2 separate regions of the Mus musculus genome follow, and region 1 is linked to region 2. The links are chromatin contacts, called in public HiChIP or PLAC-seq maps. All regions are on one chromosome and are shown on one strand. Each heading gives the region's core, a stretch centred on a gene start, on an enhancer-like site or on the middle of the called end of the contact. The rest is flanking DNA. Distances are from core to core; before and after follow the strand shown. Region 1 overlaps Gm884 (predicted gene 884). Region 2 holds the start of Arhgap27 (Rho GTPase activating protein 27).

Evidence for each region. HiChIP or PLAC-seq counts read pairs in DNA pulled down with a chosen protein or histone mark.
Region 1: a contact with region 2 is called in an H3K4me3 HiChIP or PLAC-seq map of embryonic stem cells, with 4 times the contacts expected there. The contact joins the enhancer-like site here to the promoter of Arhgap27 in region 2. A contact is called at or near these places in 4 of 39 promoter capture datasets (the 3T3-L1 cell line, 3T3-L1-derived adipocytes, hippocampal neurons and 1 more), 2 of 484 Hi-C or Micro-C datasets (cerebral cortex and myocytes), 5 of 115 datasets of contacts at active chromatin or transcription factors (bone marrow-derived macrophages and embryonic stem cells) and 1 of 9 other capture datasets (pancreatic islet).

The regions. Positions count from the first base shown.
Region 1 is chr11:103,606,979-103,614,090 of GRCm38.p6, reverse strand. It overlaps Gm884 (predicted gene 884), which reads left to right. Exons shown (of 14, transcript NM_001033434.2): 1 at 1-1,214; 2 at 4,101-4,172; 3 at 5,138-5,209. Among named protein-coding and RNA genes, the nearest start is that of Gm884, 4.2 kb to the left of the region's middle. Within about 2 kb of position 3,045, at least 3 of the 459 cell types and tissues checked have an H3K27ac peak or open chromatin away from gene starts, as enhancers often do. A contact at or near this core is called in embryonic stem cells, where this site is marked.
Region 2 is chr11:103,359,408-103,365,791 of GRCm38.p6, reverse strand. Arhgap27 (Rho GTPase activating protein 27) reads left to right here and starts at 2,100. Exons shown (of 18, transcript NM_001205236.1): 1 at 2,100-2,523; 2 at 3,458-3,585; 3 at 4,874-5,545. The coding sequence starts at 4,892. It overlaps Plekhm1 (pleckstrin homology domain containing, family M (with RUN domain) member 1), which reads left to right. Exons shown (of 12, transcript NM_183034.2): 12 at 1-1,517.

The DNA.
Region 1 (7,112 bases), core at 1,796-4,295, 250 kb before region 2:
GAGACTCCATCTCAGATCACAAAATTGCCTAAAGAGATTATAGCGCAAACTTTAGAATATAAAGAGGGCTTGCTTCCAGTTCCATTTGGGGGTGAAGATGATTCTACAACTCCACCCAATGTTTCATTACAGCCTTTGGATCAGGAAATCATCATATCTTTTCCTTCTCTTGGACAGGCTCAGCAACCACCAAATGTGAAGGAGAGTAAAGAACATCAGCCCGAAGAGATTCTCTTTCACAATGCAGAACCTTCAATGGGAACAGTAGTTGATCTAGATCTGTTTTTTCCTAAAACTATGGAATCTAAACCTGTGCAGGAGGCCCCAACTCAGATTACCAAATCACCTAAAGAGGGTGTAGTTCAAACTCTAGAATATAAAGAGCTAGTGGTTTCATCTATAATTGAAGGTAATGTTAAGTATGTAACACCCAATGTTTCATATCGACCTTTAGACCTAGGGCTCTCTGAATCCTCTGGCTCCACTACCGAGGTTTATCGTTCTACTACTTTGAATGAGACTACAGTTCCTTCTTCAATGCATCTTCAAGTCCCAATGCCACATTTGCACTCAAATTTTTCTGTAACTCAACAACCTAATACAATGGCTAAACATTCTTCCATAATGGAGACTCCAGCTCATCCTTCAGAGATACCTGTGGAGACTGTAGCCCAATCTGTAGAGTATTATCCAACAATAGTTTTAACTTCAGTTTATATTGAAACTCAACATTCAAATTTATCAGCTATAGAAACGGCACATTCTGAAGTTCCAACAACCACAGCTCCTTATCCACAGGCTATATATTCTGAAGTCCCAACAACTACAGGTCTTTATTCAGAGGCTACACATTTTGGAGTCTCAACAACTACAGCTGCTTCTCCAGAGATTACACATTCTAAAGCCCCAGAGACTACAGCTCTTACTCCGAAGTGGCCTGGTACAACAAGTCTATCTCCAGATCAGGTTGAGAAACATTCAAGCCCTACAGTTCAAGTTTTGAAAATGGAATCTACCATAACTCCATATTCTGAAAATTCTAGTACAGAAAATGATTTAACTATAGAAAAAAGTGCCTACAATTACACCAAAATATGTGACTTCTGCGTGTGTGAAAATGAGACACTGTTGTGTGTTCATCTCAGCCCAAAATGGAGACTCCAACAAGTGCCTGTGCCAAGGCCCAACACCTACAATGACACTTTTGTTATCTTGTAAGACTCACCTTTTCTTATTTCTGTTTTACATTCTGCCTGACATGGCAACCTTTCCCTCAAAGCCTTCCCAGACCTTCCTTGTCACCCCAGCTCCCATCAATTGACTTTTTGCTTTTACCTTGGCTTTGTCAGCTTTTTATTGTCTTCACTTTCCTTCTTACTTCAGTGCCCCTTCCCCAAACTTTTATTTATAATTTTCTTTTTCCGTATTCATTGCTTAACGTCCGTTCTTCTGTTTCACTACACCCTCTTTATAATTTATTTCATTAGTGAAGATGTAACAGACTGATTAGCGTAGATTGCAGAGCTGGACTCCTGAGGCTGGAGCCCAGATCTTTCATGTGGTAGCTCCTCAACTCTAGGAAGAATTCTTAGCTGTGAATGAACTTCATAACCCGTAAAATGGGAAGTCTGATAGCTACTCTTCCATAGGGCTGATGTGAGTCTTAGTTAAATACATGGAATATTTATCTTAGTTCTTAGCATATATGAGTGCTAGGTGTTAATACTTTGAAATTTCTCAGTTTTGTCCAGAGCTCATTCTTGTTCTTAGCTTTCTATATTTTACATTCATTGTGTGCACTACTCAGGGCTAAGAAGTATGGGAGCTATATATGTATGAAGTTTTTCTCTGGAATGTGAATTACTAGACAAGGAAAGGGGGAATATTATGTTAAATCTTAACCTTTGTCCCAAAGTGTTTTTTTAAATAAAGTAAAAATAGGGATTACAGCATAAGTAAAGGCATAGCTACAAGAATAAGGATTTAGTGGAATCACTTACCAGCAAAGAGAAAGCAATGAGACATATTATGAAATACTTTGAATATCAACTCTAGTGGTTTGAAAGTCACAGTATGCTATAGAGAACCATAGAACATTTCCAAGAACTACTGAAAAACTATTAAATGGAGGGCAGAACCTTGCTATGTAGTATAGGTTGGTCCTGACTTCATGATCATCCCGCCTCAGCCCCTTAAATAACAAATATAGGCATGTGTCATAACACTCAGATATAGGATTATTTTAGCACCCATGTGTTGAGTGATCCAGGGGAAAAGCTTAATTCTCGATGACCATGTAGAAGGATCTAGCAAAATTTAGGAATAAAGTGAGGGAGAACTGAGCCACTGTGGCCATTTGGTAGTGGGAAGGAAACCCTGAATCTCCACAGAGTAGGAGAGGAGAGGATTTAGTGACTGATTAAAGAGTTGAGAACTGATGCTGCCTTTAGTCCCAGCACTCAGGAGGCAGAGGTGGTAGATCTCTGTGAGTTCAAGGTCAGTCTGGTCTACAGAGCGAGTTCCACACCAGTCAGGGCTTATAGGTGAGAGCTCATTTCAAAATAATAAAAAAAATGAGCCCACAGTTTGCCTTGATGAAGATGAGGAAGACAGTTTAACAGATGGACTCAGCAGTCAGGAATGAGAGCAGCATGGGGGTTGAGTTCAGTTGTAGGCATTTCCTTTATTGGTGAACATAAAATTAGCTTAGGTGAGAGGAGATGTTCACTATCAAGTGAAAAGATTTTTTTCTTCTCTAACATAAAAAAATATGTTCAAACTGAGCAAGAAAGTCTTCACTGAAGTAAGAACATACGAAGGGTAAATACTCAAAGTGAGTCAAAGAACAAAGAAACTGAACATAACTAAATTTAATAGCTTCTTTTAAGCATGTGGCACTCATGTATAGATTCTCATTTTTGAAATGTCATGGAAGCCTTTTTGGTGACATGTGCCTATAATCTTAGCACTAGGGAAAAATGAGAATCACAAGCTCAAGGCCAGCCTAGACTGTACTGGTAAGATACTTTCTCAGGATGACAAAAGGGCTAGGAATACAGCTTAGTGGTAGATTGCTTGACTAGCACACACAATGCCCTCCATCCCATTATTAGGGCTGGAAATGGGGTGGGGGGAGTGGGACACCTGGGTAGATCACTCAGTTGTTAACATGTCCAAATTGCAAGTATGGGGATTACAGTTCAGATCCTCAGAATCTCATGTAAATGACAGGTTAGTGTTGACAGTCTACCTTACAGCTTGAAAGCTAGATACTACCGGAACAATCTGGCTGACACATGTACTATATCGGCAAGAGTCTAGGTTTGATTGAGAGACCCTGTCTCAGTAAAGTAGAAGAGTGAGTGTGGATAACCATTAACGTCAAACTTGGGCTTCTGCATGCACACATGCAAAATGGAAACAAAACATACAAGGTTTATAAGATAATTTATACACTTCACTCCATAGACCTTGTCACTCTTCTTCTGTGCCCTACCATCCATAACATAAATCCCACTTGGATTTTGGGGTGCAAAATGCAATTTCATTTGTGTTTTTCACAGATGAGCTAAAACTCCTTTCACAGTGATTTTGTGTCTTTTCCTTACGTGGCACGTCTGAGAACTATTTCCACACCAGTACATTTCTTTCACTAGTTATAATTTTTTCATCTTTCTAACACCTACACAGGCTTCAACAGACAGCCCTTAAGCAAAGTTTTGGTATTACTAATATGGTTTCTTAGTAGTTAATAGTGATTAAAAATTTGCCTATTTTAATGACCATATTAAATTTTAAATCACATATATTTTTATGGGCTTAAAGAAGGAATTCATTTAGACACAGTAAAAATACTTAGTAATTAACTCTCCTTTTTAACCAAAAGGTGGGTCAGATTAGAAGTTGACCTTTTGAGGAAGTATCTCACCAGTAGTCAGGCGTTCTTAACTGTGCTTCCTCAGAGACTGATAGATTCAGGAATCATAAAGTTGGTGGCGTCCCTCATTCTGCATCGAGCACTTCCATGAAGGTGTTAGGATTTTTACTGATTCTGTTTATTCTTTTCCTATTATTCAATTATATCAACTGTTTCTCCACAGAAATTTCAAAGGAAATGATATTTCTTTCATTGACAAAAATGTATGGAAGGTATACCGTTGGACTGAGAAATTGTGAGTAGTGTGTGTGTGTGCATAGATATATTCTCTCCAAATATTATGCAAAATAGTGCACTAAGGCCTTTTTTTGGTCCAGATTTTGAGGTGACTATGTCTGAGGAAAGACATTTCCTCTGCGCAACCCAGTAAATTTCTGATAGCTCAACATGGAAGGTTTAGGGTAGAGAGAGGGAGTTCTAATCTCACTAAATAAAGAAATTGGTATTGATTGCATTTTCCTGGTAAGTTGCATGAGGACTGGGGTGTGGTTCAGTGTTAGTACACGAGACCATGAGTTGGAACCTTACTAGTGCAGGCAAAAATTTTAATTTTAATGTTGTGGGGTTTCATAAGAGGCAGATTTGTTTTGCAGTACAGGAATAGTCTATGATGTCATTTTTAGTGGTTAGTAGTTAAGTAAGAGGGATATTGAAACCTTCCTTGTGCCATAATTCCTCAGCTCTGAGGTAACCACTACTCTAAATTGGTATATATCCATCAGACACATTTGCATATAGAAAATAACAGTGTCTCTGCTTTCCTTATCACTTTTACATAAATGATAACATCTGGTAACTTCTTGTTTTCACTTCATGATATTTAAAATTTTCTTTCACATGTGTAGAGGCTTATACTATTCATTTCCAGTTCTGTTTAATATTTTATAGTGTGTACACATCCGTGAGAATTTAATATTATCCTGCTGATTATTAGAGACTATCTGGTTTTTCTGTTACTTGTCTGGCTGTAATAAATGTCCTGTATACCTTGGACAAGTGTTTCTATAGACCAGATATCTAGAAATAGAGCCTTTAGGATAGTTTTTACATATGAAATTTTAACTGCCCTAAAAATAAGTAGTGCCAACTTACACTCTAGGCAATAGCACATGACAGCATGTATCTCTTCATCCCATTTCACCACCAATGTTCTCCGTCTGTTTGATGGTTTTTGATCCAGGTAACCTTTTAATTTTCCAGAATTCTCAGCGAAAATCACCTGACTGAATTACATAAGGAGTCATTCGAAGGCCTGCTATCCCTCCAGGTTTTGTAAGTTAGTTGAGCATATCTATTTGTAAGTAATGAGTTGTCTGTGGATGGATTAGATACTAACATCTCTTCAAACAATAAAACTGCGCAATTATTGAGTAGTTTGGCAGTGCTTGCCTATAATTCCAGCCCTGAGGAGGTGGAAAGTGGGAGGATTGCTGCAAGTTGGAGATCTGCATGGTCTACATAGTGGCTTTCATACCTGCTCCAGGGCTGCTAGGCAAGAGCCTGGCTCTAAAAACATGATAAAAGAAAATCTGCAGTTATGTCTGTCTGTGGGGGTGTCAGCCTATCTCTAACATTAAAATGCCTTTTATGCATTTTAAATTTCCTAAATTATATAGACAAGCTTCAAGCAGAAGAACTCCATTTATAGAAGGAAGATGTTAGGAAGATCTGAGCCATTACTGAGACTCACATGACCCTTGTTTTCTAAGGCATATGCTTCTATTTGGATCTTGCCATACCTCCATCAAGTCTGGTCCATGTTCCCATTTACTGTAGCCCATGAGTTGGGAGCGCTTTGACACTCTTATAAGACTTGTGCAAGCTGATGTGGCAGGGTGCCTGATAACAACTTAAGGAGGCAAGATTCATTTTGGCCCTTCATCTCAGAGGTTTTTGGTTCCTTACAGCTGGCTCCATTGTTTCTGGGTCTGTGTGTGGGCTTAGAAACCTAACATGTTTACTAATTTAGCCTTTACAAAGAGGTTTAAGACAGCATAGTAGGATTTAAGAAATTAATATTAACTTTGAATAGTTATATCAAACAGAAGAAATTAGCCAACTACATAATTTGAATTTGAAGGTCATTAACCCCGAATGTTTTGACAATATTTTACCCCTTTGAGATATAGTCTCGTGTAGCTCAGACTTGCCTTGAACTCTCTAAATAGCCAAAGCTTGACCTGATAAATTCTTGCATCTCTTACCTCACATTTCCAAAGTTCTGGGATTACAGGGATCCATTGTCACATAGTTTTTATAATTCTGAGGATCAAATCCAAGGTTTTTGTGCATTGTAGGCAAGACCTCTACCAACCACGATAGTAGATACCTTATGCTTTTTTTTTCTTTGAGAATTTGCAGCAGTCCTTCTACCGCAGCTTTCTAAATGCTTGGATTGCATGCATGTGCCATCATATCCAGCTTCATATGACCTGAATGAAATTGACAATGAGATAATGTAGCTAAATAGATTATATAAATATTATTTACATAATGAAGTTATTAGGAGAACAGACTGGTATTACAGTTTTCAGAATAAGTTTTATGCCCATGTCAAAATAGATACTGAAATAGTGGTTAATAAGTACATACAAAAGTTTACTTGAAGCAAACATCCCAGAAATACGTCTGTCATTCAATGATTTAAACACTAAAAGGCAGGGGTACTGGCATGTGACTTTAATCATAGCACTGGAGAGGTAGAGGCAGGCAAGTCTCTTGAGTGTGGCTGAGGCTAGTCTGGTCCATAGTGAGTTCCAGGCCAGCCAGGGCTATATAGTGTGTAGAGACTGTATAAAAAAGTTTTTAAAAAATCTCAGCAATGTTGTCAAGGAAAAAATACTTGCAACAGTAACTCTACTTGTTTAGAGATAAGAATATTCTGTGTTGTTCAGTGCCAGAGCTAGATTTCTAACCTTTACCCATGGGTTCAGAACAGCACAAATCGTGAATCATTACTGAGCACAAAAGAAAAAAAAGTGACATTTTTTTTAAGTGAATGGGGTATATTTTCACTTAGAGAGTCTTGCGATAATTCTCCAACCCAAATATGCCCTGGCAATGAAAACACAACTCAATTAATATGAATACAAGCTGTGTACCTAGATTGGGCAGAGCTACCACTACACTACCATCTTCCCCATCGGTGAGACCCCTTATAATTTCGGTTTCTCCA
Region 2 (6,384 bases), core at 851-3,350:
CTCTGCTCTGCTCTCCTCTCCTGAACCCCTGAACCCTCTGGCTACCCCAGAGCACTTAGAGCCAGGGGCCTCAGGTGGAATGGAGGGTCTCCCTGGAAATGTGCCTGTCCTGTCTAGAGGAGGTTACCCCACCCTCCCTGAGGTGAATGAGCTGAGTCACCTGAAGCTTGAATTGTGCAATAAAACATAGGAGTAGGAAGGCAGATGGCAGAGGCTGCCAAGAGTTCATCTGTCCGTCATGGAAGACAGCGCTCACCAGTGGTTGAAACACCAAAGCCCCCAGAACCACCCAGTGTATCTCTATCTGCACCCCCGAGCTAGCATTAACACGTCCCCCAAACTACAACCTGATCAGAGCCTCCTTTCCTTGTTTTGGGATCCTGAATGGGCAAGAGTCTGTCCCCTGTGGGCCTGTCACATGAGGGTATTCCAGAACCTGTCTAGGAGATGGAGCCCTCCCAGTGTCTGGGCTGCGAGCATAAGAGCTGGCCCTGTCCTTGACTAAGCGACTGACTGACTGCTCAAGTGAGAGACTTGCCCCCACCAGAAGAGTGCTCACGTGAACCTCAGCAGTGCCCACACTATTGGAAAAAATGCTATTTTATGCAATATTCTGACAAGTGAGCCTTGGCAGTGCAGAGGAGAAACTGCTGCTGTGTGGTATTTGAGTGATTTTGCAGTAAAGAGCTGGCCTTTCTAAGCAGTCTTGTTTCTGAATCTCAATCATTTGGCTCTGGGGAAACACTACCTGGCTCCCCTTAGTCCTATGCACTGAGCATTTCAGGGTCCATGGAGCACACTTGCCTGACCAAGCAGCGAGGGAGAAGAGGTAAGTGAGGGAATGTAGGCTGCGGGCGCAGGTGGGTGCCTTTCTCTCTCTCTCTCTCTCTCTCTCTCTCTCTCTCTCTCTCTCTCTCTCTCTCTCAAACACACACACACACACACACCCTGTAAAAGCAGGACTCTGGGCATGGAGAGAGGCAAACAAGGAAACCGGGCCCTGGCACCTACACTCACGGATTAAAGACTCCAGAGGCCTGTCTACTGCTAGCCTTCCCCAGGAGCTCCAGGAGAAGCCCCCACCCCCACCAAACACCCCCACCCCCCACTGCCCCTGTTAGGACAAAAGAAGGAAACAGATTAATTCCTAGGGAAACCAGGTTGCAGAAAAATGGGACAGAAAAAGACAACATCCAGGGCTTCGTTTCCTGGCCTTGAGCGCCCTCAGCCAGTGGGTGGGTGCTCCTTGGCCATCTTTGAGGCAGGTTCTCAGGGCTCAGAGCAAAGGGAGAGGAACTGGATTTGGAGGTTGGGGGTGGCAGGCCCGGGGGAGGCGCCTGGCACTTGCGCTGCTGCTGCTGCTGTCTTTGGTTGTCTTTCCACCTTCAGCACAGTGCCTCTGAGGGCAGTTTCCCCTTTCCCCTGTCTAGAGGGGGATGGGCAAACTGGAGTTCTCATCCCCAGAAAGTGCCTCCTATAATGAAAGGAACAGGTTAATAAAATACATGCGCTCACCATCGTTGTGTTTAGTGTCTATTTCGTTTAACCGTCCCCACAAGCATGTAATGGGAGTAAATTGAGACTCATGGGTACTCCCATGTCTATACAGGCTAGCTTGTGGCACAGTTGGGCATCAGGTTGCTGTATGGACAAGGACCTGGCTGGCTGGCAGAGTGACTAGGGCAACTAGGAAAGGACAAAGGTAGAGTGGAGGGAAAGAGCTCACCCCTTCATTTTGTGCCTTCCCTAATGGATCCTAAGATACCCACCTCAGTGTGGACTTGTTAGTGGACAAAACTAGTCAAGTCAAAATATGGAAAAAGGAATTGGTGGAGGGCTGTCCAGCTGAACCCTTAGCCCTGCGACACTAGAGGAACATCGGCCTAGTGGGGGTGGGGGGCTCCCTTCTCTGCTCAGCGGCCCCTAATGGAGCATCTAGTTGAACCCCACTCTTTCTTGGAAGCCAGAGAAAATAAAAACTGGGTCTTGCCTTTGTCAGAAGTGTTCACAGGCACACCTCAGAGTGCTAAGGCTGCTTTCCCAAGAGGCAGGTAGTTTCCAAAATGGGAGGATCCCGCAACTGCACTTCGGCCGCCTGCAGAGTGGCCGGTGACTTCCTCCGACAAGGATGAGGGTCAGTGGGAGTCTAATCTGGTCAGAAGCTGAGAGAAACTGCCTCCCCCGCAGATCTCCATCCAGGCCCTGCCACCGCCTCCTCCCCGGAGACAGTCAGGTGTGGCCCAGGATCCTGGGGAAGAGGGGGGAGGGTGGCGTCTCTGCTCCTAGAGCGCTGGCCCGGCCCAGAGGGGACAGGAAGCCAGGACACCGGGGATTGTCTCTTGCAAGCACAGCCCAGTCCCGGCTTGGGAGGAAGTTCTGCCGAGCGCTCTCCGCCGGTTATATTGTTGAACAGGAAACAGGGCATCGCCGGAGCAGGGCTGTGGAGCAGGCAGCTCCGGACGCGGACCCCACGCGCGTCTGCCGGGACAAGTGGAAGCTAGGCCAGCGGGCGAAAGTTCTAAGGTGCCCGGGCCGGGCTGGACTGAGGGGGGAATGGCGTTGGGGAGGATGGCGCTGAGTATTGGGAGGGCGGGAAAGGTGCCCCCAGGTGGCCGTCCCCACCCTAGAGCCCCGCGCACCGCCTGCCCTTCTCGCTGCACTGGGGCTAGAGCAGTGCGAACCTGGAGGAGGGCCCGGAGGCCCAAACCCCGGGGAGGAGCTTTAGGTGTAGGGCTGCCTTCTGTCTGGGGGCGAGAGGTGAACCAGCCGAAGTCCCCCAGTGCTGACTTAGATATTGGTGACGCTATAGCTAGGGACGACCGGGAGCAGAAGATACAGGAGACCTACTGGCTAAGGGCGCCTTCCTCACCGCTCTCGCATCCCTCCCCTTCTCTTCGCTCACCCCAGATAATGGAAGGATCTGAGGCACAGGTCCTCTTGTCACACAACCGGAGACACAGCACTCCCCTGTCTGTGAGCGTCCCTGCAAAGGGACTCTAGTTTTTCCAGGCCCGGACAGGCTGCTCCCAGAGAGAGCCTCAGAGGGCGGAGGTGCTCCCGGAATGGGTAGTGCTCTTAATCTTGCTGTGAAGGGCTCACAGTTCGTGATTCAGGGAGCAAAAGGCCCCGCTCGGAATGTGCATGCCAGGACAAGACAGCCAACTCCGCCGGGCATTCCCAGAGCATCGCGCCCGCGGAACGCCAGGTCCTCTAGGACAACAAACCCCTCTGAGCGTTGAGGGGGTGGGGGGGAGCAGGGCCTACTGACTCTTGGGCTCTGCTCGCCTATCCATCAGCACCCCTTCCACTCAGCCCCTTCCCCATGCCTTTTTTTTTTTTCCTGGAGACCTCAAGGGCTCCAGCACAGACATTATGGCTTCTCCGCATCCTCTCAGACAAGCTGTATTGGGGACTAGGAACAGCCCTACTAAGTGTCGGTCTCCGCCTCTCCTCCCAGTGTCTCCTGTTTCGCGCTGTTTCTTCAGTCTCGGTCCTTGGAAGTCCCTCCCACAGATATGGTAGAGGCCTAGTCTGCTTCCCTCCGTCAGCCCCGCCCATGGGCAGCCTGAGATCCTCCCAGCTAACGTGAGTGCACGGTTGGGGTCCTGGGAAAGGGGGCGTAACCCAAGGGTACACACTTCTAGGATTCTGCTCGGCCAGCTCTGGTCTGCCATTTTACCATCTCTCGGGTCAGGATGCTCAGTGACTAAGTTTACACCCCTTCCATCATCAAGGAACTCTTGAAAAAAGAAATCAGCCTTAGCAAGACGGTGGACACCCCGCTGCTGGTCCCCAGGCCACCTTGTAGGGCAATAAACGGAGTGGTCATTGTAAGGTTTTGGAGTGACCAGTACTTCCGGAGTAGGCCACCTGCTTCACTTTGTTGAAGACACACAGTTGGGATTGTTCACGCGCGCACACACACACACACACACCAGGCACCAGACAAAACTAGCATTGGTGGGGGGGGGGGGGGTCGCGTTATAATGATCACTCCAAAGAGATTTAGAGGACCCTGGTGACACTGTTGCAATGCATTCCCTAGAAGCTACCCCCCCCCCCCCGGACAGGCACTCCTTGTAGGGAAGGACCCCTAGGCAGGTGAAGAGACCAGGAAGCCTCTTAAGAGGCTGCCGAAGAGCTGGCGTGCAGGGGGCGGTGCTGGCCCTAATGGGCGGGCCAGACTTCACGGTTCACGTGTGCGACGAAGCCACTGGGAAAGGGAAGAGAAACCCAGAGAACCGGTTCTCCAACCTTAGCTGTCCAAGCCCCTACGTCAAAATCACCGGATTAAATAAGACAGGGACACTTCTAAGGTAGAACAACTTGGGGGCTGCCCTAGAGCCTGCGCCCCGTCGTTAATCTCGCCCACCTAGAGGGCAAACTCCTAAAGGGAGGGGGTACTTAAGAGCTTTCCACGGATTCCCTGCAGGCTGGAGGCGTCAGGGTGTGGCGAGACGGGGGGCAGAAGAGCGACGGGAAAGGGGCCTTAATTCCCAATTCGCCAACCGGGAAGATGAGGTTCCCCTAACCTTCAGGCAAATGTGCTATCTATCTTGCAGTCACCGCAAATCTTTAAGCCAAGGTTTCCCCCAGAGTAAAGTTGGATTCCTATATCACCCTCAAGTTCTCACCAAGGGATGACAGGGAGACACATATCTCACAATCAACGACACAGAATGGAATCTTAAGCATGGGAACTTTGAAGATGATTTTATCCACGTCCCCATTTCAGAGAAGGAAAAACTGAAGCCCGAATGCAGTGGGCGTGGGCAGGAGCGGGACTCGAACCCTTGTCTTTGAGCCCCGGACTCCATGCTCTTCCCCGCTGCGCAGTCCTGACCTTGGCGGCTCCTTTTCTTGTTGCCTGCAGAAAAGCGCGGTGGTCGCGATGGCGGCGGACGTCGAGGGGGACGTGTACGTGCTGGTGGAACACCCCTTCGAGTACACCGGCAAAGACGGGCGCCGCATCGCCATCCAACCGAACGAGCGTTACCGACTGCTGCGCCGCAGCACCGAGCACTGGTGGCACGTGCGGCGGGAGCCCGGGGGTCGCCCCTTCTACCTCCCCGCGCAGTACGTACGCGAGCTGCCCGCGCTCGGCGACCCTGCCCCGGCCCCGCAGCCTTCCGTACCGCAGCAGCGCCCCGCAGTCCCGGAACCTCTGGCCTACGACTACCGCTTCGTGAGCACCCCGGTGGGCGCCGATGGGTCCTCTGCCGAGCCCCGGGGCCGCGCCAGCTCCCTGTGTGGCCCTGCACGACAGCGCACCGGTGGCCAGCGCAACAGCCTGGCTCCGGGAGGGCCCGCCTGCCTTTACGTGCGGCCCGCGGCGCCTGTGCGACCGGCGCAGTCCCTGGATGACTTGGCGCGCGGCGGTACCGCGCCCCCTGCCGGCCTCCTCGGCAGCGCGGGCCACTTCAAGGCCTCCAGCGTGGCGGGCTCCTGGGTTTGTCCCCGGCCCCTGGCGCCTAGCGACTCGGAGAATGTCTACGAGGCCATTCCGGACTTGCGCTGCCCTCCGCGGGCAGAGAGCCCAAAGCAGGTAGGTCGCTGCGAGCGAGGGGGCCGGAGGGAGGTCACAGTCCAGCAGAGTCTAGATGCTTTTTTTTTTTTTAACTGAGGCCACTGGATGTCCCTCCACCTCACTTATTAAGTATTCACGTTTTCATGCAAAATGCAAATGAGCTTGATTACTACAGAGTTCTGCCCCAAAGCCCGCGGGGATGTTAACTAACCTATGTCCGAATAACGGATGCATGCGCCGAATAACGTTCCTAAAACGCCACCTGCTCGGTAAGGAACAGTTTGGAGAGGTGGACTCTCTTCTTCCCTAGAAACTTAGGGTGGAGGTTGGGTCAGATGAGATGGTGGATGTGAAAGTCAGACATCTGCTTCTCTTTAGCATAGCTTCCAATATTTCAGTTCCTTAAACAAAAACAAAAACAAAATTTCTTAATGGGCTTGTTTCAAGTTTAGTTATGGTGAGGTCTTTTTCTCTTTCGGAATCCGATTGTGTTAATCTGAGACACTGGAAACAGCATTTCTAACACTCTTTATAGCCTCGGAATCTTCTTTCTCAGTCCTGTCCTCTGGAGCCTTTAAGGGAGGGACAGCCTGCGGGGGGTGGGGGGAGGGAGAAGGGATGCTTCCAAATGATTCACATCTGCCACCCGCTGTGGCATTATCCACAGCTCCCTTCCTCTCTCAGGCACTGAGTCCCGGGTGAGAGCCCGGGTGCGAGCCCGTGGGCCAACTACTTTGGCCTTGCCCCTGCTAGGGTTCCTCCTAGCAGAGTTCAGGTTCTGAGGCTACTGAAACCCGAATTTGACTCTGCTGGGTCATCTGCCACGTGATGACGAGCTCGGTGTCCTCGTATGTAAA